Linked DNA regions of Sus scrofa: region 1 is linked to region 2. A link is a contact called in public Hi-C data. All regions are on one chromosome and are shown on one strand. The core of a region is the stretch at or near the end of the contact, and the rest is flanking DNA. Distances in the headings are between cores, read along the strand shown. Region 1 overlaps LOC110255590 (a long non-coding RNA gene). Region 2 overlaps CELF2 (CUGBP Elav-like family member 2).

Region 1 (2,700 bases), core at 28-2,527, 410 kb before region 2:
CTGTGGTGTAGGGTGCAGATGCTGCTCGGTTCCCACATTGCTGTGGCTCTGGCGTAGGCCAGCAGGTACAGCTCCAATTAGACCCCTAGCCTGGGAACCTCCATATGTCACAGGAACGGCCCCAGAAAAAGGCAAAAAGACAAAGAAAAAAACAAAACAAAAAAAACACCTTTTAACACCATGAAGGATTAAGCACTGAAAAGGTGGATTGATTCTTGAAAGTCACCAAGGTTATTGCTGTGGATTGAGAAAAGAATAGAACATTTTCAAGTTGAGATAAAGATTGCTTAATAGTTTGATCCTTTGATCATTATGTAGTGTCCTTTGTCTCTTGTGACTTTATTTTAAATCTATCTTGTATGATATCACTTATATGTGGACTCTAACATATAGCACAGATGATTCTGTCTACAGAACAGAAACAGACCATAGACATGGAGAGCAGATTTGTAGTTGCGAGGGGGGAGGGAGTGGGAGGGATGGGAATTTGGGGGTGCTAGATACAAACTGTTACACTTGTAACGGACAAGCAATGGGATCCTACTGTACAGCATAGGGAACTATTGCAGTCTCTCTGGTTGGACCATGATGAAAGATAGCGTGAAACATAAAAAAGAATGTGTGTGTGTGTGTGTGTGTGTGTGTGTGTGTGTGGACTGGGTCACTTTGCTATATAGCAGAAATGGAAGGAACATTGTAAATCAGTTATACTTTAATACAAATTTTTTAAAAAAATTTGTAATAGAGCCAAAGAGTGGACTCTTGGCAGGACGTGCATTGGTGTACCTGGTTTTGAAGTGGTTGGTTGGAGCCCCCTTTATGGCCATAAGCGTCTTTGGTCTAAACAACACAATTCGTGAAATGCCTTCTTTCACACAGGAAATGCAGCCCATGGAATTCCTACAAATGACAGAACAGCTAACTCTTATTTGCTCCAATTCAAAACCCATCTGCAGAGAGTATCTAGAAAAGGCCCTTATTCTCCAGAGAGCAGAAAATGGGGTAATCTGTGCCAGACACACATCAGAAAAGAGCTCCCTGTTTTGCTAAAAGTAAAAGGGCAGTTTGCAAGTTGATTGCAGAGTCATCATTTAATTTACTCTGAATTATTTCTTCTCATACCATATTCTGATTCTGCAAAGATGCTAATCTTACCAGTGGGGAATCGGGTCTGCTGGCAGTAGTTCAGAGGCATCAAGCCTCTCCCTCAGGGAGAGTTGGCTCTCGCTCCTCTTTCCCCGGCCAGGACCTGACCTAAAGCCTCCACAGCAGGAAGCTGCCCTTGGAAACAGCTTGGCGGCACAGTGGCTTCTGGAAGGAAGTGGACCTGAGCCTCAGTGTGAAGAGGCTGGAGGAGTCAAGACAAACCCGAGATGAGGAAGAGGGAGGACATCCCGCCATGAGAATGGTGATGAGGAGAAACAAGAACTTACAGGTGAAGATTTACAATGTGTCAGACACTGCGCCACGTGCTTTACATAATTTTATCTCAGCAAAGGCTTAACACAACCCTGTGAGATAGGGTCGATTGTACCCAATTCACTGATGAGATACACTGAGAGGCAGAGAAGTGAGGGGATCTAACTGCCCACTGTCAGCCAGGGGATGAAACCGGTGAGCTTGGCCCAGAGCCCAGGGAGGTCGACCGTAGCACAATATGCTTAACCCCACAGCCAGGAGATGGAGGGCCCATCTGATAAGATTCTGATAAAACTGGACTCGGCAAGCCTTTCTGGATTGTACTCTCGTCTCTTGTCTCTGCATTTCCATCGACTGTGTATCCAGGGTTTATTTTTGTTTTTCACTTATCTCAGTGACTTGGAATGAGAAAGAACAGTATGTACTAGGCAGCAGGCCCTTGGAAGAACATCCCATGGACAACAAACACATCCTTTTTCCTCATGGCCTTTGCTTCATTTTTACCATCTTGTCCACTTTAGTGACAGTTGACATCGATCATGGCCGAGCCTGGGCACAAATTTCTACAATCCATACCAGACACCCATTCCATATCATTATCTAAAGCAGAATGGCCTTTGCCTACTTTTCACCTTTCACCTTTCACCTTTGGCCAGTACATGTGAGCCAAATAAAGTCACTGCAGGGACATAACAGCTCTACAGTGCAGTGTATCTTTCCAGTCAAAAGGGTCTGCACCTATCCAATCAAAAGGATTTTTGTTTCAGTACAATCAATTAGTACATCTAGCCACCTTAATCAATTCACATCACATTCAGCTAATTTGGTCAACCGATGCATAATGGTTTGGAAAAATGGCCCAAATTAATGCCACACCATGTTTTCAGCTTCTAAACCTAGTCCTGGTACTATTATATATGTTGATTGCAGAAAACCCTGGGGGATACTCTCAAATCCCAGTAGATCTAGAAATCTGTGAATAACAGGCTATAGTCAGATGCTTTCCTGGAATTTGACAAATTAAGACAACCATCGTGGGCATGGAGACTCTGGAAGGAAATTCTGCACCATGGAAATCACTCACAGATAATCATCTCCCTCTAGGGAATGAGGGGAGAAAGAGCAAATTCAGGGACCCAAGGAGGCAGATGGCAGGAAAAAAGGTCCTGGTTCTGCTTCTTTTGTTGCTAATAATAAAATTAGTTGTCACAAGTAACACTGCTGCCAAGCCTACGTGGATGACACTATTTCTTCAAGTTTACCCCTAAAAATTAAAAATAA
Region 2 (2,700 bases), core at 78-2,577:
TTTGGGCGTCAACACATTTTAGAGGAAAAGTGATGGTTTTCTTCATTAAAACAACAACAACAACAACAACAACAACAACTCACAATTAAGCTTCCACAGACCCATTACCACGTACATGAGAGCCTTCTAGGCAGAGAGAACCTTTAACTATCTTTTCCTCTGATGTCTTTTTTTTTTTTTTTTTTTTTTTTTTAGGGTCACACTAATGCCATATGGAGGTTCCCAGGCTAGGAGTCAAATCAGAGCTGTAGCTGCAGGCCTACACCACAGCTCACAACAACACGGGATCCTTAACCCACTGAGCGAGGCCAGGGATGGAACCTGCATCCTCACGGATGCCGGTCAGATTCGTTTCTGCTGAGCCACGACAGGAGCGCCCCCTCTGAATTTCTGAGTATAATTTTCCTTCTTTGCTTTCAGGCAAAGCGTGAGCTCAGGTTTTACATGAGTGTTTTTTTCCAAAGTAGATTCTTTAGACCCACAAGGAGGTTGTCAGGTGGATGGAGAGGGTTCAGGGGCCAAAAGCAAGCTTAGCAGTCACAGTTTTAAACAAAGTTGAAAGTATCTTTAATTATCTTTCTTTCCAGACTAATCTTTAGAACTGGCTGGGTTCTGGGGATTGTAGATATGAGAGAGAAGGTGTTTCTAGATTCTTGACCCCAGAAGCTTTTGGTAGAACTTCTATGGTATCAGGGTTTTCGAGAACAGACTTTGGGGGAACACTGGGTGAACATTCTTATGTAGGATCATGACCTTTGATGATAAAGACGCCTCAGAGATACCAGATACCGAAAGCTGCTCTTTGTGCAGATACCAGAGACACAGTTTTGGTTCCTTTTGGAAGCAGAAAAATAGTACTTCTTTTTAGAAAACGTACAGTCCTGAAGAGATCTTGTTTGTTTGGAATTCTGGTACTACGTAAGGCCCCCGTGCCTACCCTGAATGCTGATTTCTGGTTCAGTTTTTCTGTAGAATGTAGGGATTTTCATTCTCCATTGGTCACATTTCGGTGAAAACCCCACTGCTTAGTTGAGCCAGCCTCCCACTGGCGAGTGGGTTCTAGGGTGAGATGATGCCCAAAGGTGACAGTGTTTTCCTCCCTCCCAGGTGTCAACTGTCAACATCACGGGAAATTCAGGTTAATACTCATCCGAAACTCAAATCATTCATCGTTTAAACAGGCCCACAAAGCCAGAAATCCACATGTAAGAGCTGTTGCTTGTCAGATCTGTCCTCTTCCAAGTTCATTGTCCACCTGTCCCCCTCCCTGCAATACCCCCAAGGCTGTATTCCAGTTAGTCATGCGCCATGTGTCACCCTGCTTGGCTCAGTCACTAGAGAATGCCCAGGAAGTATAGTTGGGGCTGTGGAGGCTATTAATCTCCCAGACACCGTCAGAAAACAGAGTGGAGTTTCATAGCTGTAGGTCACTCACACTGCTGACAGTGGAAAAGTCGCTTCTTTTTCTTCCTTTGCATTCGGGCTCTTGCTACTGTTTAAAAATTGGCAATGAACAGACACATTTTTAGCCCATGTGTACAAGGGGTGAGAGGTGAACCCCCACGTGGACGTTAGAAAGAGATGCTTGGCTTTCTGAGTGGAAGGGCAGCCCCTGTCACTTGATGCCAGTCAGCTTTTCATTTCAGGGTGGCTGTTGGTGACGGCATATGTTTTCGTGCCGCCAGTCCTAATGTGCTATCTCATCCTCACCTGCAGTCCCCCCCACATGCGAGGACGATTGGCATCTGGGGAGAGTTAGATCACCCCCATTTGACAGCGGTATGATGCTTGTTAAGACCCACTGAGCTGCTAAACACATCCGGCAAACACGGAGGGTAGAATTTACGAACATGGCCCTCTTTTCTTTCCCAGGCCCTTCCAGACTTTTGAACGGGATCTATGACAGAGCACTGGCGCTTTCTGCTGCCGCCAATCTGGTTCTTATTCACGGACTGTAATGATGAGTGTAGGTGTATGAATTAGTCGGTTAAAAACCCCCCAACACACGCACACGTGAAGGTGTCGCGTGTAAGTGTTCTGGGTACAGAACACCCAATTTAAATGAGTGACAGGGAGCACAACATCATGGAAATTGTCAGGAAAACAGAAATTAGGTATTTTACAGCCCTGTCTGTTTTCCCTCTGTGTTCTCGCTTCCTGTATTAGAAGCCAGAGGAGCTACAAAAATATGCGCAGGATTGAGTGGGATCTTGGGTGTAACCTATTACCATGAAAAAATTGGCAGGAAGGAAATCACTTCATGTTTTCTGCATGTTCTTAGGTGCCTTGAACAGACTGTTCTGTTGAAAAGTCTTTACTTTCCTCTTGCGGGGGGGGGGCATCAAACGTAAGCCTGAATTTTGAGAGCTCTGCTCATCTGTGTGCCTTTTAAATTGTTTTCGAAATTGCATCTCTGTGTGTTTCACACCCCCGCGCCCCGCCCCGTCGCAGCTTCCCACATGTTGGGTTGCAGATGTGAGTCTGGACGACGGCTCTCAGCAGCTTGACTTGGAGCGATATTTTGACGTTGTGCTCGAGTGCGCTGGATCCCGTCCTGTCTTCACTACTGCCTTCTGATGGCCACGGGGTTATGCACATGGGTCTGCGGGCCTTGCTTGTGTCTGATCATTTTACGGCGAAAGGAGTTGGGGAGGGTTGAGGTCACAGCCTGTGAAGAGCCCTGTGAGCCTGGACCTCTGC

Evidence for each region. Hi-C and Micro-C count contacts between places; a contact is called where the count stands out from the background.
Region 1: a contact with region 2 is called in a Hi-C map of mesenteric adipose tissue, with 1.9 times the contacts expected there. The contact joins two enhancer-like sites. A contact is called at or near these places in 1 of 47 Hi-C or Micro-C datasets (mesenteric adipose tissue) and 1 of 2 datasets of contacts at active chromatin or transcription factors (skeletal muscle).

Annotation. Positions count from the first base shown.
Region 1 is chr10:61,237,863-61,240,562 of Sscrofa11.1, reverse strand. All of the region lies in intron 2 of LOC110255590 (a long non-coding RNA gene), which reads left to right. Among named protein-coding and RNA genes, the nearest start is that of CELF2, 370 kb to the right of the region's middle. Within about 2 kb of position 1,277, at least 16 of the 83 cell types and tissues checked have an H3K27ac peak or open chromatin away from gene starts, as enhancers often do. A contact at or near this core is called in mesenteric adipose tissue and skeletal muscle, where this site is marked.
Region 2 is chr10:60,825,103-60,827,802 of Sscrofa11.1, reverse strand. The region is part of intron 1 of CELF2 (CUGBP Elav-like family member 2); the gene reads left to right. Among named protein-coding and RNA genes, the nearest start is that of CELF2, 41 kb to the left of the region's middle. Within about 2 kb of position 1,327, at least 6 of the 83 cell types and tissues checked have an H3K27ac peak or open chromatin away from gene starts, as enhancers often do. A contact at or near this core is called in mesenteric adipose tissue and skeletal muscle, where this site is marked.